Regions from separate parts of the Pan troglodytes genome. Here regions 1 and 2 are each linked to region 3. The links are chromatin contacts, called in public Hi-C and HiChIP or PLAC-seq maps. All regions are on one chromosome and are shown on one strand. The core of a region is the stretch at or near the end of the contact, and the rest is flanking DNA. Distances in the headings are between cores, read along the strand shown. Region 1 has its middle 31 kb from the start of MRPL15. Region 2 holds the start of MRPL15 (mitochondrial ribosomal protein L15). Region 3 holds the start of ATP6V1H (ATPase H+ transporting V1 subunit H).

Region 1 (4,618 bases), core at 644-3,143, 320 kb after region 3:
TGTGATTTTCTACTCTTCTTGAGTCTGTTTTTGTAGTTTGTGTCTGTCAAGTAATTTATCCATTTCAACTAGGTTATCTAATTGGTTGGCACACAATTTTTCACAGTGTTCTCTTTATTTTTATTATTTTATTTTATTTTTGAGACAGAAACGTGCTCTGTCACCCAGGCTGGAGTGCAAGTGGCATGATCTGGGATCACTGCAACCTCTGCCTCCCGGGTTCCAGCCATTCTTCTGCCTCAGCCTCCCGAGTAGCTGGGACTGCATGCATGCACCACCATGCCCAGCTAATTTTTGTATTTTTAGTAGAGATGGAGTTTCACCATGTTGGTTAGGCTGGTCACAGTGTTCTCTTATAATTCTTTTATTTATTTTTTATATTTCTTGAGACAGGATCTCACTCTGGTTGTCCAGGCTGGAGTGCAGTGGTGCCATCTCAGCTCACTGCAGCCTAAACCTCCTGGGCTCAGGTGATCCTCCCACCTCAGCTTCTCGAGTAGCTGGGACTATGGGCAAGCATCACCATGACTTGCTAATTTTTTGTATTTTTAATAGAGGTGAGGTTTCACAATGTGTCCCAGGCTGGTCTCAAACTCCTGGACTCAAGCAATCCACCAGCCTCGGCCTCTCATGGTGCTGGGATTACAGGTGTGAGCCACCATGCCAGGCCTGTTATAAGCCTTTTTTATTTTGGGTTGGGACTGTTGTCTTATTCATTTCTGATTTAGTCATTTGCTCTGCACGTGGTAAAAGATACCTTTTATATTCCATGAGAATATTTATAAACCAAAACTTTAAAATATTTAAATTTTTTAAAATTTGAGACAGAGTCTCGCTCTGTCGTCCAAGCTGGAGTGCAGTGGTGTGATCTTGGCTTACTGCAACCTCTGCCTCCTGAGTTCAAGCAATTCTCCCACCTTAGCCTCTCGAGTAGCTGGGATTGCAGGCACATGCCACCACCCCTGGCTAACTTTTGTATTTTTAGTAGAGATGGGGTTTCTCCATGTTGGCCAGGCTGGTCTTGAACTCCTGGCCTCAAGCAATCCGCCTGCCTCGGCCTTCCAAAGTGCTGGAATTATAGGCATGAGTCACCGTGCCCTCCCCAAAACATTTTTTTAATGTAAAGAAACTTACATTTAAAATAAAACTAGAATAGTAGACATACTATGTGCAAATGCCATAAATTGACATCTAGTCTGCCAACATAAGGATTCTATACATTTTTCTTGTGTACTTTCTGTAAGTCCTAAACATTTTCCTTCACAGTGCCTTCTCATATCAAGCAGAGGTTTGTGGTTATTTCTCTTCCCTGACTTCAATATTACATTGACATCAAATCATCACTCAACTGATTTTAAGATGAAAGACCACTGGTTTGGAGGACTAAGATTTATAATGCAGCAGGTGTTATAAACTGCTGACTGTCTTAAATATAAGGAGTGACTCTGGCCCAGAGAAATTCCTGGGGAGGCTGGGTCTCTTTTTATTGCTTCTCCCGTATGTAGGTGGGACAATTCTCAGGAAGGATTGGGTCATTGTTCTGTGTACAAAAGTTGCTGGAGGCAGAGGTAGAAATTTGCTGTCTTGCACAGGGAGATGTGACAGAGAATTTTAGGCCACAGCCCAGTCCAGCCAGCTGTAGCTCAGTGTTGCTGATAGCGAGCCTAGTTCCTCTCTGGAGTCACATTGGTCAGAATAACCTGACACTGGGAAGGGAGTTATTCTAATGCATACTTATTGCTTCCTATTAATACCGTATGTAGCATCTCTGCAATTTTATTGCATTAACTGGAGAATGAGAAAGTGTTAGCTGCTGCTGGATATTGTCCGGAGTTAGAGAAGCTGCCATTATATTCCCCTCATGACTCGCCGCTGGCCCCTGCTGTCGAAGCTTCGCTGTGGCTTCACTCTCAGGGCGTGTATCTGCCATCACTTCCTGCATGCTGATAGCCTGGGACACACTATTGCACACCAAGCGCCTTTGAGCAGGCACTTGTCTCACTTTTCTCAAATGCTGAGTTGAAGGGGTGTCCACGCCTTTTTCCTCATTGAGCCAGTAGTCTCTTGGTTAGTTGTATGCAGTAGTTATCGAGAGTGAAATGCTGACTTCTGCTTTGACAGACTAGAGTGAGGGACCCACGGAAGTCATGAGCAATGACCCCTGAGAAGCCTTCCAGCTCTGGAGCGCTCCAAATCATCCTCCTTTTCCCTCGAGTGGAAAAGTAGGTTTTGTTATCACAAAGTGAATGTAGCCGGCTCAAAATAGGCAAGACTGCCACCTACTGACCAAATGGGAACATTCCTCAGGGAATTTCTAGGTTTGATCTTTGCCCTACAATTATTTGGGATAATTAGTTATTCATGAATTTATAATTCAACAAACCTGAAATACACACAGGACACAATGCTGGACACTGGAGATAATAAAAAAAAAAATTTTTTTTTGAGACGGAGTCTCGCTCTGTCGCCCAGGCTGGAGTGCAATGGCACCATCTCAGCTCACTGCAACCTCCACCTCCGGGTTGAAGCGATTCTCTGGCCTCATCCTCTTGAGTAGCTGGGATTACAGATGCACGCCACCACGCCTGGCTAATTTTTGTATTTTTGTAGAGACAGGGTTTCACCATGTTGGCTAGGCTCCTCTCGAACTTCTGACCTCGTGATCAGCCCACCTCGGTCTCCCAAAGTGCTGGGGTTACAGGAGTGAGCCACTGCGCCCGGCCAGGAGATATTAAAATTAGAAAGGTAGAGTTATTGCCCCATGGGCATACAGAGACCAGGAGAAGGGAACAGGTAATTAAAGGAACAAATCATTAAAATACAGTGTGGTGCTATGCTATAAGTAATCTGCCTCCCAACACTCTGGTTCACCTTCAATTTTAAAGGTATTGGAACCTAAATCTGGGTACCACAAACCCAAGTTCTTTATTGGGAGAAGTTGGTGACCAAAAAAGAAAAAAAAAACAAAAAGAAAAAGCAACCAAACCAAAAGTAGTAACACTGCCTTTTACCGTGATGTTCACTTGACCCTCTCAGAAACACTTTAAAGTTGGATACCATTATCTCTCTGTTTTTAGATGTCGACTTTCTTAAGTCTCCTAAACTTGCATTTATAGTACCTCCTAGCATCTTAAGAATACAGAATAGGCAAACTCTTTAAAAAGTCCCTTGCGACTATATATTATACATATGTATCTGAAAGCTGCATATTATTTAATAAAGAGAAGCCCAAAGAGGTGTGCACTCACAAGCTAGCAAGGTAGCAAAGTGGTTTAAAGAAAGAGTTCTGGAATGACTTGGTCCTGGGTTTATGTTCCAAGTTGGCCACTTACCCAAGAGGGCTATTAACACTCTAAGCCACAATGAGATACCATCTCACACCAGTCAGAATGGCTATGATTAAAATAAAAAAATAGGCCGGGTGCGGTGGCTCACACCTGTAATCCCAGCACTTTGGGAGGCCAAGGCGGGAGGATCACTTGAGGTCAGGAGTTTGACAGCAGCCTGGCCAACATAGTGAAACCCCATCTCTACTAAAAATACAAAAAATTATCCTGGTGTGGTACCCTGTGCCTGTAATGCCAGCTACTCGAGAGGCTGAGGCAGGAGAATCGCTTGAACCCGGGAGGCAAAGGGTGCAGTGAGTCAAGATCATGCCACTGCACTCCAGTCTGGGTGACAGAGCTAGACTCTGTCTGGAAAAAAAAGAAAAGAAAAGAAAAGAAAAACAGATGCTGGCAAGGTTGTGAAGAAAAGGGAATGCTTCTACACTGCTGGTGGGAATGTAAATTAGTTCAGCCACTGTGGAAAGCAGTTTGGAGATTTCTCAAATAACTTAAAATAGAACTACCATTCAACCTAGCAATCCCATTACTGGGTATATACTCAAAGGAATATAAATCATTCTATCATAAAGAAACACACACACATATGTTCATAGCTGTGCTAGTCACAATAGCAAAGACATGAAATCAACCTAAGTGCCCATCAAAGGTAGATTGCTTAAAGAAAATGTGGTTCATATACACCATGGAATACTACACAGTCATAAAAAAAAAGAATAGGCTACGCACAGTGGGCAGATCACTTGGACCAGGGGTTGGAGAACAGCCTGAGTAACATGGCAAAACCCTGTCTCTACAAAAAAATACAGAAGTTAACTGGGCATGGTGCAGCATGCCCGTAGTCCTAGCTACTTGGGAGGCTGAGGCAGGAGGATTGTCTGAACCCAGGAGGTAGAGGTTGCAGTGAGCCATGATTGCGCCACTGCACTCAAGCCTGGGTGACAGAGACACTGTCTCAAATAAATTAAAAAAAAAAAAGAAAGAAAATCTATTTTTTTTTTCCAGCAACATGGATGGAGCTAGAGGCCATTATCTTCAGCAAATTAATGCAGGAACAGGAAACCAAATACTGCATGTTCTCACTTATATGTGGGAGCTAAACATTGAGTACATGTGGACACAAAGAAGGGAACAACAGACACTGGTGTCTACTTGAGGCTGGAGGGTGAGAGGAGGGAGAGGATAGAAAAACTACCTATAGTGGATTATGCTGATGATCTGGGTGACAAAATAATCTGTATATTGAACTGTCACAACACAGCAACATGTAATTT
Region 2 (4,367 bases), core at 617-3,116, 290 kb after region 3:
CAAGGCAGGTGGATCATTTGAGGTTAGGAGTTTCAGACAAGCCTGGCCAATGTGGTGAAACCCAGTCTCTACTAAAAAACCAACCAAACAAACAAACTAAAAAAGCTGTACGTTGTGGTGCATGCCTGTAATCTCAGCTACTGGGGAGGCTGAGGCAGGAGAATCGCTTGAACCTGGGAGAGGAGGCTGCAGTGAGCCGAGACGGCACTACTGCACTCCAGCCTGGGCGACAGAGTGAGATTCCATTTCAAACAAACAAACCAAAAATCATTAAAGGCAGAAAATAGGTTCTATTGCCCCCCACACCCCATTCTATTTCTTCTTTGCTTCTAAATAGAGTCTAGACTTTACCATCATATCATTTTATCGAACTCACATATTTTGTTTTTGCTAATTAGTCTACAAGAGGCCTACTTTTATCTTTAACTTTTAAAAAACATTCACGGGCCAGGCGCGGTGGCTCACGCCTGTAATCCCAGCACTTTGGGAGGCCGAGGCAGGGGGATCACCTGAGGCCAGGAGTTGGAGACCAGCCTGGCCAACATGGCGAAAACCCGTCTCTACTAAACATACAAAAAAAAATTAGCGGGGCGTGCTGGTGAACGCCTGTAATCCCACCTACTCAGGAGGCGGAGGCGGAACAATTGCTTGAACCAGAGAGGCAGAGGTTGCAGTGAGCTGAGATTGAACCATTGCACTCTAGCCTAAGCAACAGAGCGAGACTCTGTCTCAAAATAATAATAATAATAATTCACTTTTGGAAACTGTTCCCTACTAGATTTCAAACAACTTGGGAATGAAATCCTATTTGAGTTCATCCATGTGTATTTCCAACAAGTTCAGTGTCTTACTTATAAATAGTACTTGAAGGAATGAATACAACTTTTTCTTTATGTGGTTATTTTACACTTGATTTAAAGGAACTTAAAAAAGACGCAGTTAAACCTAGAGACAGACGCCCTCCAAAAATTGTCTCACCTTCATTATTTGTGATTACTAGTTAGAGCTAGCAGAAAAAACTCCCCAGCAAGTGAAATGTCAAACCACTACTAAAAGAAAGAAAAAGGAACAGTCTTTTCTATATTTAAGTCACTTGAGAGAAAAAAGAAGAGCTGGTATTTTTCGAGTAATAATGTTCGTATTTTGTGATGCAGATACTCAATTTTACATTCTAAAAATACTACTTTTATATTAGGAAGCAGTGTACGTTTGAATCCTGGCTCTGCCGCTTGTTGCAAGAAGTTGGTCAAGCTATCGGACCTTGCTAAGCCTTCCCTGTTGTAACTGTAAAATGTAGTAACACCATTTACCTCTAGAATGGCTGTAAATCGAGTAAGGCTTATTTAATACAGCGTCTGGCATACACCAGGCATTCAGTATGGCGCCAGTCATTAACAATAGGTGGTTACTAACTGCGATTCACTCAAAACAATACAGATGCACACGGATGAGAGTTCACACTTTGAGTCTTATTCAAAGATTGGTTATTAGCCAGGCATTTTGATAGGTGCACTCAGTTTTATTTTCGTACCTCGCGGTATATAATTACGCAAGCTCAAAAGCTAATAATTGACAGCTCACTTTGCTTTACTCTGGGTTCTGCATTGACCTCAGAGAAGACACGGCCTAGACAAACAGGCAAGGCCCAACACTGACTCAAAAAAGATCCTTTATTTAACGCAGTGTTTTTAGTGCATGCTCTCGTTTGGCGAAAGAGAAGGTTTTACGTTCAGAATATTAAAAGGGACCCCGAGGACAAAGCAGGATCTCGGAAAATAAGATCACATCCCCAAACAACTAAAAGGACAACCGAGACATGGTTGCAGACTCCCACGCCTCTGCCCGAGTCCCGGGCTTGCGCGCGCTGCTGCAGCGCGACAGGGGCGGGGCCACGGCCACAAAGCAGCCCCCGAGACCACGTGGCCTCCGAGCACCTCAGGGCGCCCTTGAAAGTTCTTGGATCTGCGGGTTATGGCCGGTCCCTTGCAGGGCGGTGGGGCCCGGGCCCTGGACCTACTCCGGGGCCTGCCGCGTGTGAGCCTGGCCAACTTAAAGCCGAATCCCGGCTCCAAGAAACCGGTAAATGGGTGGTGGCGGTGCGGGGAAGCGCTGGGGACCCGGGCGATGAAAGCGGCCCTTCTCTCCCTGTCATTAGGAGAACTGCCCTTTCTGGGAGGGTGTTGGGATGAAAATAGGATTGCCTCATGCCTGTTCTCCCTTACTGCCCAGAGGGAAATCTTTCCACATGCACCCAGTTCTTTTTTTTTTTTTTTTTTTCCGAGACGGAGGCTTGCTCTGTCGCCCAGAAGCAATTCTCCTGCCTCAGCCTCCCGATTAGCTGGGATTACAGGCGCCCGCCACCACGCCCGGCTAATTTTTGTATTTTTAGTAGAGACGTGGTTTCACCGTGTTGGCCAGGCTGGTTTTGAACTCCTGAGCTCGCGATCCGCCTGCCTCGGCCTCCCAAAGTGCTGGGATTACAGGCGTGAGCCACCGCCCCCGGCCGCACCCAGTTCTTAATAAGATTATGTTTACAAGTGTAAAGATACCAGGCGGAGAAGCCGACTCGCTGAAACTACAAAGTCTTTGTGTCATTCAAAATTGGATTTAAAATGAAATGTTTTCCCCGTGTATCTATGTTCATTGGAAAGATCTGAATTGCAGCTGTCCCTTCTGCAGTTGACTAAATAGAGCTAGAAAAGCTGTTAGTTGACAATGTACTGTCATTTTAACAGTCAGTTCATTGCTTTCGTGAAATGACAGGAAATTAAGGAAAAGATTTTCTTCAACAGATCAGTTTTCAAATAAAATTACAGGTTTATGAATAACATTTGCATATTTACAATTAATTTCAAAATAAATTCTTGCCTATCATTTAAAATGTTGTGAATATTTAATTCTAGGATTTTTTTCGGTTTCAACCTATTATAAAAACCTTATCCCCATCCTAACCTTTACTTTTTGCTTTTGAAACACACTTGGACTTTGGTTACAAGAATTAGCTATGTCTTTAGAGGCAAAGATGCTAACAGAGTGTGTGGACCTTTGAGCAACTAGGACATGCTTGACACAATAGTGTTAGCTAGCACTGGTGGGCTGGATGAATGAACAGCATAACAAAAAGTGAAGAGCTGAAATGCAGTTTTTAGAAATGCATCTGAAATTCATAAAATTCTCTTTTTTCCTTGCAGGAGAGAAGACCAAGAGGTCGGAGAAGAGGTAGAAAATGTGGCAGAGGCCATAAAGGAGAAAGGCAAAGAGGAACCCGGCCCCGCTTGGGCTTTGAGGGAGGCCAGACTCCATTTTACATCCGAATCCCAAAATACGGGTTTAACGAAGGACATAGGTAAGGTTGCTTTGCTTTTTAAAGTACAGGTCCCCAATTTCCATTAAAAAGCACCTAAAAATAGTTTGGTAGAAATTTTGGTGGAAATTGTAAATTCACTTTGAAGCAAACTTTTGCTACTGTTCCCCTGAACCATTTTTTGGTAATGAAATCTTGCCTGGATTATTAAAAGGAAAAGAGGCCCAGACACTGCACTTAGACCTGCAAAATGGAGATTCTAATGCCAGCTCTAATGGTTATTAAAAGAGTGAGCAATAATAGACAGTATACATAAAAATCTGGCCCACTGTAGTCACCTAATAAATGATAACTACCATTATTACTTTGAGCTCCATAGTAAGTTAAATTTTCCACAGATTTATTTGTGTAAATAAGTGAAGTAAATGCTTAGAGAGGGAAATAATTTTTAGTGGAACAAAGGTGGTACAGGTTTCTTTTCATTACCCGAAACCAAGCAATATTACATGTTTGTGTTACACTCAAGAGGGTTTTGTTTAGTTAAATAATTAAAATTGGTGGAGGAAAACACAAGACAAAGCTTTGAGTTGATTTCGAGAAGTTACAGGAAGATGAGAGTTTTCCAACTCTTACATTCTTGTTTTACAGTTTCAGACGCCAGTATAAGCCTTTGAGTCTCAATAGACTGCAGTATCTTATTGATTTGGGTCGTGTTGATCCTAGTCAACCTATTGACTTAACCCAGCTTGTCAATGGGAGAGGTGTGACCATCCAGCCACTTAAAAGGGATTATGGTGTCCAGCTGGTTGAGGAGGTAAGTCTTGATTAGATCTTTTGGTGTTATATAGGAGGATTTTTTTTTTTTTAGACGGAGTCTTGCTCTGTTGCCTGAGCTGGAGTACAGTGGCGCAGTCTCGGCTCCTGCAACCTCCACCTCACAAGTTCAAGTGATTCTCCTGCCTCAGTCTCCTGAATAGCTGGGATTACAGGCACCCACCACCATGCCCAGCTAATTTTATTTATTTTTAGTAGAGACAGGGTTTCACTATGTTGGCCAGGCTGA
Region 3 (4,740 bases), core at 971-3,470:
GCCAGGGAAGGTCAAAAGCACCATGAGCCGCTCTGCTTCCCCACTAGGGCGCCAAGCTGTTTCCACCCCACTACACTTAACTCCCTAAGACAGCTAATTATTCTGAAGAGGAAGTGTTTCTTCCACATTTTTCAGTATTTTCCCCGTATTTCTCTCATAGAAGCATGACCATGAAAAAGTCTGATGCAAAAGCATATGACTGTCCATGATTCACAGCAAATTGGTACTTACTGAAGATAGGATTGCCAGTTCACTTTGTTTGCACGAACTTCTGCAGCCTTGGCAGCAATAATATTGGTGGGGACAGCAGCATCCACAGCACCTCGGATATCCATTTTGGTCATCTAAACTTCGTAATCTTGAATGTCTTTCAACAAATCTTCAATTTTGATGCAAGGTAAAAACAGAATATGAGGTGTTTCTCTTTTTTACAACTATTAATATTATGATTATGAATATCATGATCACTTTAATCTCCCCAGGCATTCAACTCAAATATTAAATGTCCTAAGTCTGAAAGTATCATTATATTTCAAATATTGTCCACTGCTCCATAAAAGAGTTCTTTAGGCTTTTGCTTTTCTAGAAAAATTTTTTTCATTATTGGCACTAACATTGCAGTAAGATTTTTAAAGCAATCACCTAATATACTGAAATCAGAAATCATGATTAAATAGAATAGGTATAAATATGGGAAAAATTGTAAATTTATACAATTGTGGTTAACTTTTCTCATAGAGAAACAATAAGAATATGAATAGTACGGATAAGGCTAGCTTTATAAACATTTACTAAGCATCATTTTGAAGTGGCACATTAAAAATTCTAAGTCCTTTCGAAAATTACTCAAATTAAAATACACAAAGTGGGAACATAATTTCTTAGAAGACAGTGCTTTCCTTTTCAAACAAAATTCATAGTATTTGCAAAATCAAAATTCGGAGAGAAAGTTTTAGAACAAATACATATTACAATTTAGATAAGACAACAATGGCGGTCTGGCTGGACGACAAGAACCTACAATAATGAAATTCTATGTAATTCTCACTCCTAAACTTCCAGATACAAACGACTGATTTTAACACAAAGCAAAATACAGGTTGCCACTTGCAAAACATAAATTCACAGCCATGGCCACAAAGAAGTTAAAATCCTACCCAAAATTATATTCCGGGTTTCCAACGATCTTAATCAATTTGGAACTTAATCTCTGTATCTGAAGATTTGCTGTATAAACAACCCTGGGCAGCGCGGAACGACAGGGCCCAGGAAAAAACAGGCTTCAACTGGGCCAGGCTGGAACTCTGCAGCCAAGGAGGCTCAGCCTCAGCAGCCCGTCCTGGGGTAGCTCAAGGTGTCTCTAGACAATTACCTAAGTCCCTGAACTACTCGCACCCCCAGCGATCCAGGGCCGTGGCCCAGTCCTGGAGAAGGTATACTTTTTACCCCTCCCGCTCCACTCTCCTGCCCGCCCCTGACGTTTCTTCCCCCTGCGAGAAAGGCTCCAGAATTTCGCTTAATAAACCTGGTTGAGGCCTGGAAGAAAAGCAATCTGGCAACCGGGGCCGAAGAACAGGAGAGGACCAAGCGGCAAGACACCAGCACGCACCGCAAGCTGGAGAAACTGCAAGAGTCGCCTGACCTGGTCTGCAGCCTGAGACCAAACAACGCGAGGGCGGCCTTACCTCGCGAATCCTCGGGACCCCACAACGCACCCAAAGCCGGCAGGGAGGGTGGTCCGGGGCGCCGGGGACACAGCCGGGCTGGGGCGCCGCGTCAGAGCCAAGTAGGCGTCTCCTGTCAGGTCCAGAGGTCTGAGCAGTGGAGGGAGACTCCGGGAGCCGAAAGTGAAGCGGGTCCCGCACCAAGGAGACGTTGAGGGCCGCACAGGTAGAAGGAAGCCAGGGCGGCCGCAGTAGAATGACAGAGGCGCCGGTCACGTGATCGGAGGCACGTGACTGCTGCGGAAGGCGGAAGCCGGGAGACTCCAAAGCAGCAAGAGGAGGGGCGGGCGCTGCGGCGGGGCTTGTTCGGTGCGGACAACTGGATTCCCGAGTCCGTAACTTGGGCCCCGGAGCGACGCAAGGGTCGGGCCCCAGCCAGCCAGGGCAGGTGGGAGGCGGCGAGCGTGGCGGGCAAGCTAAGACCCGCCGCCCCCAGACCTAGCGCCTCGCCTAGGGGAGGCCGAGGACCTCCGCCCGGAAGCAGCTAGCAGAGGCCAAAACTCTCTTATTGTAACCGTCATTCTTTTGAAAAGTTTGATTTCGCGCTTTCAAATTAATTTCCATTTGGATTTAACAGCTCCATGAAGCAGACGTTCTTATTCTGATTTTAAATAGAAAACTGGGGCTGAGAAGTGGGTCTGAAAAGCTCTCTTAACCTAGGGTTGCACATTTAGCAAATAATAAATTCCATTGCAGTATTTACTTTTATACTAAAAAGTTATTCGTTGTTTATCTAAAATTCACATTTACAGGACGTCTGGTATTTTATCCAACAGTCCCATCTGGAGCCCAAATTTTCCCCTAGTCCAGGCCTCAGCAACTGTCTTTGCCTTAAAGTAAGAATGTACTGCCCTGGAGGTGAGGTATATATGATGGCATGTTTTCCTTAAAAAGCAATGAAAGGGGCCGGGCGCGGTGGCTCACTCCTGTAATCCCAGCACTTTGGGAGGCCGAGGCCGGTGGATCACCTGAGGTCTGGAGTTCGAGACCAGCTGACCAACATGGTGAAACCCCATCTCTACTAAAAATACAAAAAATTAGCTGGGTGTGGTGGCGCATGCCTGTAATCCCAGCTACTTGGGAGGCTGAGGTAGGAGAATCACTTGAACCCGGGAGGCAGAGGTTGCAGTGAGCCAAGATCGCACCATTGTACTCCAGCCTGGGCAGAAAAAGCAAAACTCCGTCTCAAAAAAAAAAAAAAAAAAATTCTTTGAAAGGGATTTATAACCAACCCATTTTTACTAGTAAAATTAAAGTCAGAATAATCAAAATCATGCATTGATTGTGAATAAAGATATATAATAACGGTGTCAAAGATTGTACTAGGTCACTCATTCTGTCTTAGCCAGAAGTGAAAGTCTGTTGTTTTGAAAGCAAATCTAAGGGGGAAAACTTTCATAAAAGAGAAAAACCGATCGTGTACTAATAAACTCCCAAAAGCTGAAACAGCATGTTTTCTGTGTAACTGAGCAAAGCTGGCAGTGAGGCCTGATCTTCGCATTTCCTTTCTGTATCACCTAAGCCACAGACTGGCGTGATACAGCGAGTCTCATCAGATTTCGGGAGGCTCTCCTCTTTTCCGGGAGGCACAAAGATATGGAACAAAATCAGGAACAGTGCAGTGAGCAAAGGGGACTGCTTCACAGGCACCTGGGCTGGCGTTCTCCAAGCATCACAACATTACCAGACAATTTGCCTGGAATAGGGAGAAGAGAAGAGGCAGGTACTCCCGGCATTATCTCTCTTAACATTATTTCTGTAACACTTCTATCGGAGATTTTTCTTGGTCCATTCAGGCTCCTGTAACAAAGTGCTGTAGACTGGGTGGCTTATAAACAACAGAAATTCATTTTCTCACAGTTCTGGAGGTTGAAAGTCCAGAATTGGGGTGCTATCATGGTGAGGTTCTGGGAAGGATTGTCCCAGGTTGCAAACTGCTGTCTTCTCATTGTAGCTTCACATGGTGGAGAGGTGAGAGAGCTCTCTGGGGTCTCTTTCATAAGGACATTAATTTCATTCATGAGAGCTCCACCCTCATGACCTGATCATTTCCCAAAGGTCCCACCTCCTAATATCATCACCTTGGGAGTTAGGATTTCAACACAGGAATTTTGGGGAGACACAAACAGACCATAGCAGTGATCTCAGTTACCTAATTATATATCATACCTGGGGTCCCCATACCCTGGGCCACAGACTGGTGTGGTGCATGGCCTGTTAGGAACCCGGCTGCACAGCAGGAGGTGAGCGGCGGGCAAGTCCCATTACCGCCTAAACTCTGCCTCCTGTCAGATCAGCAGCGGTATTAGATTTTGACAGAAGCATGAACCCTATCGTGAACTGCACATTGCAAGGGATCTAGGTTGCACACTCTGTATGAGAATCTAATGCCTGATGAGCTGAGGTGGAACAGTGTCATCCTGAAACCAGCCGCATCACCTCCCACCCTGTCTGTGGAAGAATTGTCTTCCTCGAAACTGGCCCCTGGTACCAAAAGGGTTGGGGACTGCTGTATTATGACATAAGAAAGATAACCTTTGAGCTACTTTGTAATTTCTTTGAAATTGAGCTTCAGATTTGTTATTTAGAAATGACATAAGGGGAAGTTAGATGAATCTATATGGACAGGAGAAAATAATATTAATAATGTATTTATTAAGTTAATGTTCAATTCTTCACTAGAATAGGATTACATGTTTGGAGATGTAAAGTAGGAATCTACCACTTAGGAATCATCAGAGGATAGAAAATATATGACGTTTCAAAGGAATTTCTTCTGTCTGAAATATATGGAATGCTATAAACACCATCATTTCCAATCTTTTCTTTCCAAGTATGAATTGAACTTATATTTGCCTACAGAAACAGAAGAGTTCTAGTCAAAGAAAATCCTATTCTAAAATATTTGTCATGAAAACTTACCACCCCCAAGTGAAGATTATGCTACCAGCCTACCTTCAGTTACACAAGGACTCTGAGAAGTTTTTATAGCTGACTGAATAAATTATTAGTTTAA

The links. A called contact is a pair of places that touch in the nucleus more often than the background predicts. HiChIP or PLAC-seq counts read pairs in DNA pulled down with a chosen protein or histone mark.
Region 1: a contact with region 3 is called in a Hi-C map of stem cell-derived neural progenitor cells, with 2.8 times the contacts expected there. The contact joins the enhancer-like site here to the promoter of ATP6V1H in region 3. A contact is called at or near these places in 1 of 7 Hi-C or Micro-C datasets (stem cell-derived neural progenitor cells) and 1 of 1 datasets of contacts at active chromatin or transcription factors (stem cell-derived excitatory neurons).
Region 2: an H3K4me3 HiChIP or PLAC-seq map of stem cell-derived excitatory neurons shows a contact between it and region 3, with 3 times the contacts expected there. The contact joins the promoter of MRPL15 here to the promoter of ATP6V1H in region 3. A contact is called at or near these places in 1 of 7 Hi-C or Micro-C datasets (stem cell-derived neural progenitor cells) and 1 of 1 datasets of contacts at active chromatin or transcription factors (stem cell-derived excitatory neurons).

Annotation. Positions count from the first base shown.
Region 1 is chr7:62,749,103-62,753,720 of NHGRI_mPanTro3-v2.0_pri, forward strand. No RefSeq gene overlaps it. Among named protein-coding and RNA genes, the nearest start is that of MRPL15, 31 kb to the left of the region's middle. Within about 2 kb of position 1,894, at least 6 of the 24 cell types and tissues checked have an H3K27ac peak or open chromatin away from gene starts, as enhancers often do. A contact at or near this core is called in stem cell-derived neural progenitor cells, where this site is marked.
Region 2 is chr7:62,718,403-62,722,769 of NHGRI_mPanTro3-v2.0_pri, forward strand. MRPL15 (mitochondrial ribosomal protein L15) reads left to right here and starts at 1,867. Exons shown (of 5, transcript XM_528136.7): 1 at 1,867-2,079; 2 at 3,192-3,346; 3 at 3,953-4,118. The coding sequence starts at 1,972.
Region 3 is chr7:62,426,949-62,431,688 of NHGRI_mPanTro3-v2.0_pri, forward strand. It overlaps ATP6V1H (ATPase H+ transporting V1 subunit H), which reads right to left and starts at 2,221. Exons shown (of 14, transcript XM_016959475.3): 1 at 1,686-2,221; 2 at 232-379. The coding sequence starts at 344.